Regions from separate parts of the Triticum aestivum genome. Here region 2 is linked to region 1. Evidence: chromatin contacts called from public Hi-C data. All regions are on one chromosome and are shown on one strand. The core of a region is the stretch at or near the end of the contact, and the rest is flanking DNA. Distances in the headings are between cores, read along the strand shown. Region 1 holds the start of LOC123187749 (ATP synthase mitochondrial F1 complex assembly factor 2). Region 2 holds the start of LOC123184888 (probable carboxylesterase 18).

Region 1 (7,424 bases), core at 802-3,301:
AGCCTGAAACCAGTTCACTCATGTTGGAGCACAACAACTGCACCAACTTATGAGAAATTCTTTTGGTACATTACCATAAACTCCTTTGGTAAGTTCATCATCGGCAGGTGAGCGGCAAAATACCAAATCTTGATGGAATTTTTGCATCAAATTGCTAATTATTTTCGTTCGTGTCAGCGGAACTCTCTCCAGTGCAGTACAAGCAAGCTTCATAAGAGGCATCGTAAAAGGCCGGATTCCATCTTGTTCCTATGAAAATAAGGAACTTTCAGTACCAGTACCCATTGATCTAGAAAGTATGGAATTAAATACACGAAACATTTTTTTCCATAAAAGTTATTTCAGATACAATCCCACATTCCTACAGGGTGGTAGATGAGCAGCAGACCAAAAAAAGCAAGTTGTTCAAAATTGTAACAACTCTAGTAGCTTGCACGTTATAAGTTACAGTGGGGAACATTTGAAGCTGCAACTCAGCCATGCAAAAACATAGATTCGCTTAACTAAGTAAAAACTATCAAACCACTAGTTCTCCTTAAATTCAGCTACTGCAGCATATGCGTACTATTTATGATGTGTATAAGAGATGACATACTGAGGGTACATCGGCCATATGGGCCTTGTTCTAATTTTATTCGAGGAGCTGACAGTGGGAATGTTCATTTTCAACCTCTCTGCCTCTAGAGATCAGAAGACACTATAATGTGCTCTATTCTCCAAAGAAGACAATGAACTGCACATTCTGCATAACACAACTAACGTACACCAACATATTATATTGCAAACACTAATATTTATTTCCTTTTTACTTTCTTGCCGAACAACCATACAGGCATTTTAGAACTGCTCATGACACAAAAAAGAGCAAAGTAACAAACATGTGAATACCAAGTTATATTGTTCAATTTCATTGGCCATATTGAGGCTTTATTTCATTTTCAACCTCTATTGCCTCTCTAGAGATCAGAAATGAATACTCAACTCTACAATGTGCTATGAACATGATTGGTTTCCTACCACTTTTTGACACCAAACAAATTATACTCTATATTCCCCACAGTAGGCAATGAACTGCGCATTCTGCATTACTGTACCATTTTTACTTTCTTCCCAAATAACCATACAGGCATCTTACAACTGCTCATGACACAAAAAATAGTGAATTAACAAAAACATGTCAAAACCAACTTATATTTTGCGATTTCATCCGCCATATTGAGTTTTGCTTTAGTTTCATTTTCAACCTCTGTTGCCTCTCTAGAGATCGGAGGTGCAAATTCAACTCTAAGGTGCTCTATTCTCCACAGAAGGCAATGAACTACCCGTTATGCATAAATGCAACAGATCTATGCTGATGGACTGCATTTTGAGTACTGTTTACTTGTTTCCTTCTACTTATAGCCAAACGACCATTTTGATCAGTTAGAACTGCTCATGACACGATAAAGGGGAAGAAATGAGAATATTAAAAGCAATTCAGTCGCGGCACTAAATAGTACGATGAAAACCTAGATTCGGTGCATTTTAAATGTAAAATAGAATGAAATTTCACTAAATCTTCACATAATTCACCATAATACAGAACCCTAGTGATCCCAAACAACAGAACAGGAAGGAGAAGAGAGGAGGAGAGGCAATGGGGTCAAGACCTGGTACTCCCACTCGGCGGCGACGGCCATGGCGAGCGTGCGCGAGTGCAGCTTGAGCGGGCGCTTGGCGGGCGTCTTGAGGGTGCGGTAGTCGAGCATGACCGTCCACCCGTTGCCGTCGTCGGCGCGGCGCACGGTGGCGTCGCGGTAGAAGCGCTTCCCCACCACGGACCCCGTCATGAACGACATGGGCATGGACACCGAGGTCTCGTCCCGCGTCGACGAGGACGAGGGCTTCCTCACGTAGATCGCCTCGCCCCCCGCCTCCTCCCCGCCCGGAGACGCCTCCGCCGCCGTGCCCAGCAGCCGCCGCCCGGCCGCGCATCGCCGCAGGAGGAGCAGGCGGCGGCCCGCGAGTATGGTCGCCATTCCTCTGCCTGGTCGCCGCTTCACCTGGGCCTTCACTCTCCCAATCTGTAGTACCCTACAAAAGTAATTCCAGCCCGTCAACGAACCCGGCCCATTTGTAAACCCAGCAGGCTGCTCTCTGGCCCATGCAGGCCCATCAAGGAGGCCCGGAGAACGTTCCAGACGCGTCTGGCGTCTGACTTAGGCCCCACCGCCCCCACGCGGCCGCGCATGGTGGGTCCGGTTCGTCTCGACGACGCCAAAGAGGCGACCAGCGACTCGGACCGAATTCCCCAGCTGCAGTTCCTGCCTTTCCTTTCCCTTCCCTTCCCACATTGCAAACCCTGCACGCTACGGCGACCGCGCCGCGCGAGATCCAGGACCCCGACCGGCCGCCCCGCCGTCGCGCATGCGCTCGCCGTGACCGGATCTCGCGCCATGGCCATCGCGGAGGCGTCCCCCTTCGCGGACCTGCCCTTCCCCGACGACCTGCCGGAGTTCCCGCACGGCCCCGTCGGGGACGACGACGCCTTCGCCCTGGACGGCTTCGATCTCGACGATCTGGACATCGACTTCGACTTCGACCTCGACCTCGACCTCCTCCCCACCGACGACGTGCAGCTCCCGTCGCCGCCGCCGCCGCTCGCCACGTCCTCCTCCTCGGCCGGGTCGCCGGGCGGGGCAGGGGACTCCTCCTCCGGCTCCGGTGCCGGAGCGGACGGCGGCCTGAAGAACGACGAGTCCTCGGAGACGTCTTCCAGGAGCGCGAGCGCTGGAAGCGACGGCAAGGCTATGAACGGGGAGGGTGAGGACGACAAGCGGCGGGCGCGGCTGGTGCGGAACAGGGAGAGCGCACACCTGTCGCGGCAGAGGAAGAAGCAGTACGTGGAGGAGCTGGAGGGGAAGGTCAAGGCCATGCAGGCCACCATCGCCGACCTCTCCACCAGGATCTCCTGCGTCACGGCTGAGAACGCCGCTCTCAAGCAGCAACTGGCCGGTGCCGGTGGCGCAGGCGTCCCGCCGCCGCTGCCGATGTACCCTGGATTGTACCCTTTGCCGCTGCCATGGATGCACCCGGCTTATGCGATGGGAGCGCACGGCTCCCAAGTGCCGCTCATGCCGATACCTCGGCTGAAAACCAAGCAGCCTGCGTCGGCTGCCGCAGAGCCACCGGCCAAGAAGTCTAGGAAGACCAAGAAGGTTGCTAGTGTTAGCCTCCTTGGATTGCTGTTCCTGATGATGCTCTGTGGGTGTTTGGTTCCTGCGGTAAATCGGATGTATGGAGCAGTTGATTCCCGAGAAGGAATTGTGCTTGGTCCATCACAATCACGTCATGGGAGGGTTCTGGCTGTTGACGGGCCTCGAGATGGTGTCTTGGAAGGTGTTGATTCGAAGTTGCCGCATAATTCAAGTGAGACGCTCCCGGCGTTGTTGTATATTCCTAGGAATGGGAAGCATGTCAAGATCAATGGAAATTTGGTTATCCGGTCTGTTGTTGCGAGTGAGAAAGCCTCTTCGCGCATGTGTCACTCTGATGGGAAGACTTCATGTAACCAAGGACAAGAAGATACTAGTTTGGCAATTCCTGGCCATGTTGCTCAGTTGAATTCTGGAGAAGTCATGGAATCTGCTAAAGCAATAAAAAATAAACTGATGGCTTTACCTCCTGGAGATGGAAGCATATACAGAGACGATGATGAATTACTGCCACAATGGTTTAGTGAAGCAATGTCAGGTAAGGATGCTACAAAAGTTGCATAGTGCTTTAGATTTGAAAAACAAATTACTCATGTGTGTGTGTGCCATGTCGGTTTTATACTTGTTATCATACTGTGACCTTGATACGAATGTAGCAGTCACTAGCTGATGCAACTTCCTAATAGATAATGTTTTTATGTTTGCAAGTAACTTAGCCAACATAAGGGTGGCAATTTTCTGGAAATATTATCTAGTGGATGCCTCTGTTTCGATCAGTAGACAACTTGAAAAGTGGTTACCATTTAGTATGGATAACGAGGCGATCATGGGCTTATATGGTTATGTCACTTGGTCAATGAACGCATTCCAAGAGTTTATGTTTGGTGTATTATTGCCTTGTGCAGTTGCAACAATTGCTAATGCAGCATATTACACAACATGTGCTCGTGCATGGACGCAGTATCAGTATGCATGTTATAACATACTCCCTCTGTAAACTAATATAAGAGCGTTTAGATCACTACTTTAGTATTCTAAACGCTCTTATATTACTTTACGGAGGGAGTACAATATTACTTGTGGACTGATGCAGCATATATAAATTTAGCATGTCCCTAAAACTTCATTGCTCTTGAAATAATTTGACTAACCCAATGTAAAATGCTTAGTTGAACATGATAGAGCATGTAATTGACTGTACCAGTAGCATGTTTTTCCTTAAGTTCCGTCATTTCTGTGTATTTAGTTGTCCAAATTGGGTGGCATACATTTCTAAATTGTTTGCATTGAGATATGTGATGTGCTATCTCACTTGCAATTGTACAGTTACACATGTATTTATAGAAAATTTCTAGAAAATCGAATTGTAGCTTGACATTAGGGATTTATTCTTGTAGGAAAAATAGGTGCCATCTCAGTTGCCTTTGTCCAGTTTAATTCAATTAAACCTGTCATTAACAGCAGTTAGTTACTGCAACTAGTCTGTTCCTTCATTTGCTGATAGTTGTTGCTTCCGATTGGTTGCTTTTAACATACAACATTGATGGTTTGTGGACTATTGTGGTATTATAAATTTGACTCGTCATTGATGAAAGCTCTGACAGAGTCTGACGGAAGAAAACACTGATACTTCCAGCAACCAGTGTATCCGTATCGGATACCGTATCCGATACTGATTCTTTCCCGTTACGTCCCCGATACTTCTCAAGCTCTAGTAGTGCCGGTGGAAGGCTCCCCCGGTGCTCCTGCTCCCCTTCCCCCCACTATCCTATAGAATTCTATCTAATGGAAGACTGTTGATTTCCTCCTCCTCCTCCTCCTCCCTTTGTATCTAACTGAACTTTTATGTTTGGTAAATTGCTGTTATCCTTTGGCTGTTGGTTCTTGCTTTTGTTGGAATCATGGATAAGATGATGGAAGATAATGGATTGCACTGACTAAATATATGCTAAATGGCTTGGTGCTTAATTGATAACATACTTTTTATATTATTTTCAAAAATAGTCAAATGTATCCCCGTATTGACACTTTTCAGAAATGACATATTCATGTATCTGTATTGCCCTGATACTGATACGCGTATTCGTACCGGTGCAATCTATACTCTGGCGAAACCCAGTGTAAAATGATTAGCTGGGCTTGATAGAGCATGTAATTGACTGTACCAATAGCATGTTTTTTGTTAGTTTGCTAATTTCTGCCGGTTTTGTGTATGTAGTTGTGACACCCGAATTGAGTAGCAATGTGATGTGCTATCTCAGTTGCCATTGTACAACTATACATATATTTGTGAAGAACTGAATTGTAGCTTGACATTAGGGATTTGATCCTGTAGGAAGAAGTGTGTGCTATCTCAGTAGCTTTTGAACAGTTGAATTCAATTGTACACTGTTACTGCAAGTAGTTTCCTTCTTCATTTGCTGAAAGTTATTCCTTCCCATTTTTTTTCAGGTCCTATGTTGAGCTCCGGAATGTGCACCGAAGTGTTCCAGTTTGATATATCGCCGACCACCATTGTTCCTGTCTACTCCAGTGGTATGCACAACGCATCACATAACTCCACGGAGAACCTCACCTCCAGTCAGTCCGATAAGGTCAAGAACAGAAGGATTTTACATTCCATGGCCGTTCCCCTAAAAGGTTCAACGTCCAACCACACCGATCACCTCAAAGCGCACCCCAAGAACGAGAGCTTTGCTGGAAACAAACCGGCTTCATCAGTGGTGGTCTCTGTCCTGGCTGACCCGAGAGTGGACGCTGATGGAAGGATCTCTTCGAAGTCATTGTCGCGTATATTTGTTGTAGTCCTTGTTGACAGTGTAAAGTATGTCACTTACTCTTGCGTCCTGCCGTTCAAAACCCATAGCCCTCATCTGTGAGCTGGGTTTTCACCGGAGCAGTGTGTGTTTAGGTTATACTACCGATTAACAGGACTGGAATTTTCCCAAAGGAACTGATGTTCTGTGCATGTTAATAGAGTTGCAGTTAATTAACTCAAATAATCAGTTGACTGTTTATTACTGCCATATATGTGCTTTTATCTGCTTGCCTATCTCTCACACAATTTCATTTTCCAAACTTGGCCAAGGTGATCAAAAATTAATGCCCTAGTCTTCTGTGATCTTGTCGCAATATTGCAAGATACTGATGCGAGTAGGGTATGGTCTTGTAAAGATTCATAGAATTAGACAAACTTTCTCTCTTGAAGAGATGATCATATTGGCCCAACCCTAATATTGCGATTTTGAGCCAAAATGGCACTCAAACAAGAGTCATGACACGCCCATATCATATTGGCCCGCTCGAGCTCGTGAGCCTCATATTCGGAGGTTGTGGGTGCTAATTTCAAGCAAGCTTCATTCGTACAATTCTTAGAGCATCTCCAGCCGTTCGCCCCCCAGGGCGCATAAAAATCATCCCCTGGAGGCGAGCCGGCGATTCAATCGGCGCTGGGGCGGTTTCGCGCCCAGTCGTCGCTCCCAGGCACCGATATTGGCTCACTTTTCAACCCCATTTCGGCGAATAAAGGGTCCATATGAGCGACAATAGGCCCATATTCGGCGTGGTTCGCCGTTGTTCGGTGTTCAATTATACACATAATTTTTTTATTATATATTTCATCACAGAAATATCAAATACTTCAACAAAATAGTACAACAACAAATAGTTCAATACAAATTATATAGTTCAACAAATAAAAAACTCATATTTCATCACACGTCACGCGCGGCGTCGCCCTTGAGCCTCCATAGATGCTCTATCAGATCTTGCTGCAGTTGATGATGCACCTGTGGGTCTCGGATCTCCTGACGCATACTGAGATAGGCAGTCCAGGTTGCCGGTAGCTGGTGATCAACTTTGGCTAGAGGACCCTGCCTGTAGTATGGTTCAGTGTCAAACACTGGGTCTTCTTGCTCGCTCTCGATGAACATGTTGTGCAAGATGACACAGCAAGTTATAATCTTCCACATTTGATCTTTCGACCAGGTCCGAGCGGGGTACCGGACAACAACAAATCGAGATTGGAGCACACCAAATGCCCGCTCGACATCCTTCCTGCAAGCCTCCCGAACCTTCGCAAACCAGGCATTCTTGCCTCCTGGCACAGGGTTTGAGATCGTCTTCACAAATGTCGACCATCTCGGATAGATGCCATCAGCTAGATAGTACCCCTTGTTGTAGTGCCGCCCATTGATCTCAAAGTTCACCGGAGGAGAATGACCTTCAACA
Region 2 (6,767 bases), core at 3,564-6,063, 260 kb before region 1:
GGATAGATGCCATCCGCTAGATAATAGCCATAGTTGTACGTACGGCCATTTGCTACAAACTGCACCGGTGGCACTCGCCGTTTGCAATCTTATTCATCAGTGGTGACCGGTTGACAACATTGATGTCATTCAAAGATCCAGGCATTCCAAAGAATGCATGCCAAATCCAAGTCTCCCGATCGGCCACCGCTTCAAAGATTATAGTGGAACCCTTTTTTTGGCCGTGGAATTGCCCATGCCATGCCTTTGGACAATTCTTCTAACTCCAATGCATGCAATCTATTGAGCCAAGCATGCCAGGAAAACCGCGAGCTTTGTTCATCGCCAATAGCCTTGCGACGTCTTCAGCATTAGGAGATCTCAAATACTCCTCGCCAAACACTTGCACAATTCCCACTGCAAAGCGCTTGACACACACGATGGCTTGGCTCTCACCCATAGCCAAGTGATCATCAACAAGATCAGCCAGTATACCGTATGCCAACATACGCAAAGCGGCTATCACCTTCTGAAAGGTGCTATGCCCGAGCTCTCCGGCGGCATTCCTCCTTTGCTGAAAAAAATGGTCATGGCTGGCTAGTTTCTCTGCAATGCGCCTGAACAACTCAGTGCTCATCCTAAACCGGCGACGAAAATACGACTCGGGGTATATGGGATTCTACGCAAAATAATGCCTGATCAATCTGTTGTGGGCATCGATCCTATCCCTCCAAATTTTCTGCCGACCCATAACCGAACCACCGTGCTTCGGTTTTTTATATATGCATAGCTAGGATCATTGCAAGATCTTCCTCCTCTTCCATATCAATTCTTCTTCGGAAGAATCATACGACGAACTCATCTACAATGTTCAATACTATACTATAAGAACTACAATTCAAACATGCATCAAATTCATGAAGTTTGAGCAATACATACCTTGTAGGCGTTTTGTCAAACACCTTGCGGGCGCGGCGCGGCAGCGAGCGCTCGGGCGCTGTTCCTCAGACGACGAAGGCGCGCGAGCGCCGGCGGGACTAGGAGGGGATGGGGCGGAAGCGCGGGCGCGCGGGGATAGGCCGGGGAAGCCTGAACGGTCGCCGGGGGGCGCGGGCGGCGGCGGCGGCGCGGCCGGACGGGGGGTGGAAGTGAGAGAGGAAGTGCGGGCGCGAGCGCTGGAGTGTGCCGCGCGCTGTAGCGGGCGCCCGAAATACGCCGCGCGGGTAAGTGTTTTCAACCGCGCGCCCAACCCGTTATAGCGCGCGCGCCGTTTTTGCGCGCCCGCTGAAGCGACCCGCTGCGTTGCGCACGCGCTAAAACGGCCTAATTTGCGGCGCGGCGCTAGTTTAGCGCGGCTGTTGGAGATGCTCTTACTTTAAGTAGGTCTAGTATTACTCAGAGTTTGAGTTGATCGTGGTGCATGCAACAAAGCTTTTTCTTAGGAATACGTTTGTACCTGACGCACCGGCTGAACTTTGGGTCGACGCACGTGAGACGTTGGAGGGAATCGTATGGCATGAGCACGTGCTGGCCCCACCTTATCTCTTTGTTGTTCCCTCCCCACCTTGTCTCTTTCTCCTCCACTCGCATTCCTCCCCCACCGGCTCGCTCTCCCCTGGCCTCTGCGGGAACTGCTCGCTAGCGAGCTGCTACAACACGCGACCGGGTACAAGTCATGGCCATGACAGGCCGGCCACTTCCTCCGGCGCCAAGTCATGGCCACGCACACACCCCCTGGCGACGCCGCCGCTTGCACAAAGACGCGACCATAGGCTCACTCTTCCCTGAATCGCTCCGCCATGGGGCAATGGACGGCGATGGAGGCATCGCAGACAGCCATGCGCCTTCATGCTGCAACCGCTTACAAAAAAGCTTCAAACCCTAGATAAAAAGCTTCAACGGGATGTAGAGAAAGCTACAAGCGATCAGTGCCAACGCAGAAAGCTACAACCGTCAACATAAAATGCTACAAGCCTTCGATCAAAAACCTTCAATTGAAACATCAGAGAAAGCCTTAACCAAGCGTTGCTTAAAAAAAGAAATAGGTGCAACCATTGATAGAAAAACTTTGACCATAGTTGAGAAAAGCTCCAACTATTGAGAGAGAAAGCTACAACCAGACACCGGGCAATTAGAAAAGTTGCAACCATGATAGAGAATGCTTCAATCGTATGTGTGAAAAGCTTCAGTCGACGAGGGGAAAATCTACGACCAGCGAGGAGGCAAAAGTTTTTGCTGCAACCGTATCGTTGTTTTGCTACTACGGGCGACCTTTTTTGCCACATCCATGCGAGCGGAGCTCGCCCTGCGACGGCGGCGACATTTTTTGTTTTGTTGCAACCGTCGATGTTTTTTGCTACTATAGGCGATGTATTTTGCTACATCCATTCAATTATTATTTTACTGGTGGTCGTGGACCACGCAATTCGTGTAGCAAGCTTTGACGGCGGGCGGCGCTGCTACATCCATGGAGCGTAAATGGCAGGAGTTGCACCCGATCTATGACGGCGTTGCAATCAGGTTGAGGCGGAGCTGCACGAGGGGGTTGTGAGGCGTCGGGTGCGAGCGGCAGAGGGGTTGTATGGTGTCGGATGCGAGCGGCGACCGTCGCCCTCGCGGAGCTGCGCACGAAGGCGAAGGCGCGTGGGGCAGAGGGGTAGAGGTGCGTGGGGCAGAGGGGCGGAAGCGCACACGTCGGAGATTGAAGACGACTCAGGAAGGGGGAAGGTGCCAGATTAGATGGCTATAAGACCCGCCGACACCTAGCACTGCCTTTTATTTATGAGCAATGCTACATCTACCTAGGGAGTTACGAAAATCTTACGCGGTTAGCCAATCGGCAGATTGTGATTGGGACTAGGTCGAGGAGAGGCTCACCCCCCCGAAAATCAGGAGGGAAAAGAGAATTAGTGATGGAGTGTCACGTAACTTCCTTCGTAGGTGTAGGATTATTAATTTTATAAAAAAAGAAAGAAAACTTTTCGGTCATTTAAGATAAAATATGGTACACCTATGTTTTTGTTAAGCATAGGTACATGTGGTACACCTACGTCTCTTTCTGGGTGCAACATTGTTTCTTTTTTGCGAAACTAGGTGCAGCATTGCTCATCAAAGATATAGCAAATCTGCACGAATTAAAGCTTGATATTTTGTTTCGGGGTTTGGGATTTGAGGTTGAGTTTGTCTAGGACACATCTAGATGTGACATAATTATGTTACATCTAAGTTGATGTTCACTCTATTAGTGGTATTTTTTTGTCTTAGTTTTTTTATTTCTTGTTGATGCATTATATATTTGTGAAAGATCAGATGTGACATACTTAAAAATAATCTAGATGTAAATTAGATAAATTGTTTGAGGTTATGGGTTTTGTGTGCCTAAATTTAGATATGAACTAGTAGTATTCTCTAACATTAGGTGCCATCACTGCCATGTCCCCATCACCCATGCCACATGTTGCACAAAGAAAATATCGAGATGGCAACTCGAACTTATACACCACAGTGTAATAATTTAACAGACGCGGCTGCTCGCAGCGACTTCGACAGTGAAATAGGCTATCAGCCAACAATATAACATCAGCAGAGACGGGGACGTACGAGATCCACGACGAGTTGTCCTAATCATCGTCTCTAGTTCTCTAGGCGGTCGAGCTCGGCGCGGTGCTCTCCACGAACGCCGAGATCTCCGCGACGAGCTTGCCGGTCTCGGGCAGCGCCGGGAAGAAGTAGAAGGCGTGTACAGCCTCCGTGAACTCCACCACGCGCACCTCCTTGCCCTTCCGGCGCAGCATGCCGGCGTACCGCCTCCCCCAGTCCTGGAGCGGGTCGAGCCCGCCGACGACCACCATCGCCCGCGGGAACGCATCCGGCAGCTCCGGCTCCGGGCCGGCCTCGCCCGTCACGTGCGCGGCCGGGTGGTTTCGGTCGGCGCCCTCCGGCAAGTACGCCTTCCACCAGAAGTCGGACCGGCGGAGGTTCACGATCGGGGCCACGCCCTCCAGCGCTTGCTCCGACTCGGTCCGGTCCTCTCCGCCGAAGTAGGAGGACAGGAGCAGGAGGCCGGCGAGGTGGACGGCTGGAGGCGTTGTCGCGGGTGCCGCCGTCCAGCGCTGGGCCACGTGGTGCGCGATGTTGGCGCCGGCGCTGTCGCCGGCGAGGAAGCAGCGGGAGAGGTCGACGCGGACGGGGACCTCGGCGGGCAGGCCGGTGGTGGCGAGGTACCGGAGGGCGGCCTCCCCGTCGTCGTAGGCCGCGGGGTAGCGGTGCTCGGGCGCGAGGCGGTAGGTCACGGACACGACGACGGCGCCCGTCTCGCGGCACATGGTGCGGCAGAGCGCGTCGTAGGGCCGGGTGGCCGCGGAGAACACCGTGAAGCCGCCGCCGTGGAAGTAGACGATCACGGGGCGCGGCGACGCGTCTGCCTCCGCCCCCGCCCCGGCCGTAAAGTAGACGCGGGCCCGCACGCCGGTGGACGCGTCGACGGTGACGTCCACGGAGCGGACGCCCCCGGCGTCGGCGCGCGCGGGGTTGGCGGGCGCCTGGCGGTCCACGAGCAGCGAGAAGAGGAAGCGGTTGACGGTGCCGTCCCGGCGCTGCGTGGCGTCGACGGCGGCCTCGAGCGCGCGCAGCTGGAGACGCACCGCCCACGGCATCGCCACCACGCGCGCCCGGAGCTCCCTGCGCGCGACGTCGCTGGCCATTCTCTCCGTTGCGCTGGGGGGCTAGCTCGGCCTCTGCCTTTATCGATTCTTCTGCCGGTGTTTGTGTCTGTCATCACTACAGTGACAAAGACAACGTCCGCGTCATGCAGCCACGAGTTAATTGTACACAAGTACTTTCTCCGTTTCAAAATTTCAAAATAAATGACTCAACTATTTTGACTCTATTTTGAAACCGATAGAGTACCACAATTAAGACATTACATGTACATTGGTATCATTTTTGCTAATTTTTACATGTCAGGAGGCTGATAGTTGCAAAAAGTCTAATCCGCGTATAAACATGTATTGACAATGTATCTGACCAGCTGGACCCGCTTGTCAGGTGCCGACACGGCATGTTCTTTTGCAAAAAAACCCTCTTATTTTGTGAGAAAAAGGCTCCTGAGAGCTCGCGCGCTAACAACCAAGCCACACACGAGCTAGCGTTGTAGTGCATGCGTCTACTCTTTTGTATTTCTCTCTTCGTCCCAAAATTCTTATTTTAGATTTGTTTAAATACGGATAGAGTATGACGCAAACGCTGGGCCAGCCCACCGATGTCTGCATTTTTCTTTTCATTTCGCACTTAACTTGCCCGCGTGCTGGGCTCGTTCGTTGCCCCGATTACTATTCCTTTCATTTCTCTTATGCTTTCAAATACGCATGAACATTTTTTTAATGTACGCTGAGCACTTTTTCTGCTTATAGTGAACATTTTTCAATGCAAGATGAACATTTCTTTACAACCGGTTAACATTTTCTTAATAAAATGATTTTTTGGTAATATCCATTGAACATATTTTAAATGCAAATTGAATATTTTTGTGATTTATGTTGAATTTTTTTCTTAAGATATGGTGAACATTTTACATAATGCATAGTGAACCTTTTTAAATTTATGGTGAACATTTTATTAATACAGGATGAGTTTCAAGAACTTTTTGCCCCGATTCTTAATCATTCTTGCATTCAATGCATTAAAATTGAAATATGATATTAAATGCATTAAATTTTAGAAACATGCCACAGAACATGTATTACAAATAATTTTGTAATCATAATAAACTTTATAAATGCATTAACACTGTTCAACTTTTATTAAAAGATCAACGTGTTTCTGGAAATGCAAGAATGATTTTGCACAATAAGTTTTTAATACATGCTGAACATTTTTTGAAATACAAAAATTTCACCATGTATTAAGAACATATTCACCATAATATTCTTGAAACTCATCGTGTATTAAGACAATGTTCACCATAAATTACAAAACAATCACTGCTACATTAAGTAAAATGTTCATCTATTTTAAGAAAATTGATCAACCTATATTACAAAAATGTTCAAATTGCATTTAAAATATGGTCAACGTTCATTATAATGGAAAAAATGTTAACCGTTTGTAAAGAAAAAGTTGACAACCTGTATTAAAAATAATTGTGTAATCATAATAAATTTTAGAAATGAATTAAAACTGTTCAACTTTTATTAAAAATATAAACGTGTTTCTGGAAATGCTAGAATGATTTTACGCAATAAGTTTTTAATACATGCTGAACTTTTTTTGAAATACAAAAAATTCACCATGTATTAATAAAATATTCACCTTAATATTCAATATAAATAAAAAATTGTAATCATAATATTCTTGAAACTCTTTGTGTATTAAGAAAATGTTCACCATAGATCAAAAAAAGTTCACCGCGCATTATGAAAGCATAAGAGAAATGAAAGGAATATAAATCTGGGCAACGAACGAGCCCAGCACGCGTGCCAGTTAAGTCCGAAAAGAAAAAAGATATGCAGGCCTCGGTGGGCCGGCCCAGAGTTTTTTGCATAGTATAAAAGAAATGACGCCTGTAGTACAATGCGTGCTCCGCGGTGTCATATTTGTTAGCGCGCGACGCATCTATACGGTAGGTCGCCTTGTTTTTCTGTTGTTCTATTTATTTGTGGAAGTGGACGGAAATTTTCAAACCAGTCTGATTCGATGGTGAAAATTGCGGACGAAAAAAAGCCTCTCAGGAAATTGGGCGTCTATGTGATTACATAGAAAGCAAGGGAGTTTTCTGCAAAAGACATGTC

The links. Hi-C and Micro-C count contacts between places; a contact is called where the count stands out from the background.
Region 2: a Hi-C map of leaf shows a contact between it and region 1, with 5 times the contacts expected there. The contact joins the promoter of LOC123184888 here to the promoter of LOC123187749 in region 1. A contact is called at or near these places in 4 of 5 Hi-C or Micro-C datasets (leaf and an unstated tissue) and 1 of 1 datasets of contacts at active chromatin or transcription factors (leaf).

The regions. Positions count from the first base shown.
Region 1 is chr2A:92,759,050-92,766,473 of IWGSC CS RefSeq v2.1, reverse strand. It overlaps LOC123187749 (ATP synthase mitochondrial F1 complex assembly factor 2), which reads right to left and starts at 2,051. Exons shown (of 4, transcript XM_044599674.1): 1 at 1,650-2,051; 2 at 75-249. The coding sequence starts at 2,018. LOC123187748 (bZIP transcription factor 60) reads left to right here and starts at 2,282. Exons shown (of 2, transcript XM_044599673.1): 1 at 2,282-3,732; 2 at 5,646-6,196. The coding sequence starts at 2,436. The coding sequence ends at 6,073.
Region 2 is chr2A:93,022,218-93,028,984 of IWGSC CS RefSeq v2.1, reverse strand. LOC123184888 (probable carboxylesterase 18) reads right to left here and starts at 4,813. Exons shown (of 1, transcript XM_044596929.1): 1 at 3,424-4,813. The coding sequence starts at 4,682. The coding sequence ends at 3,621.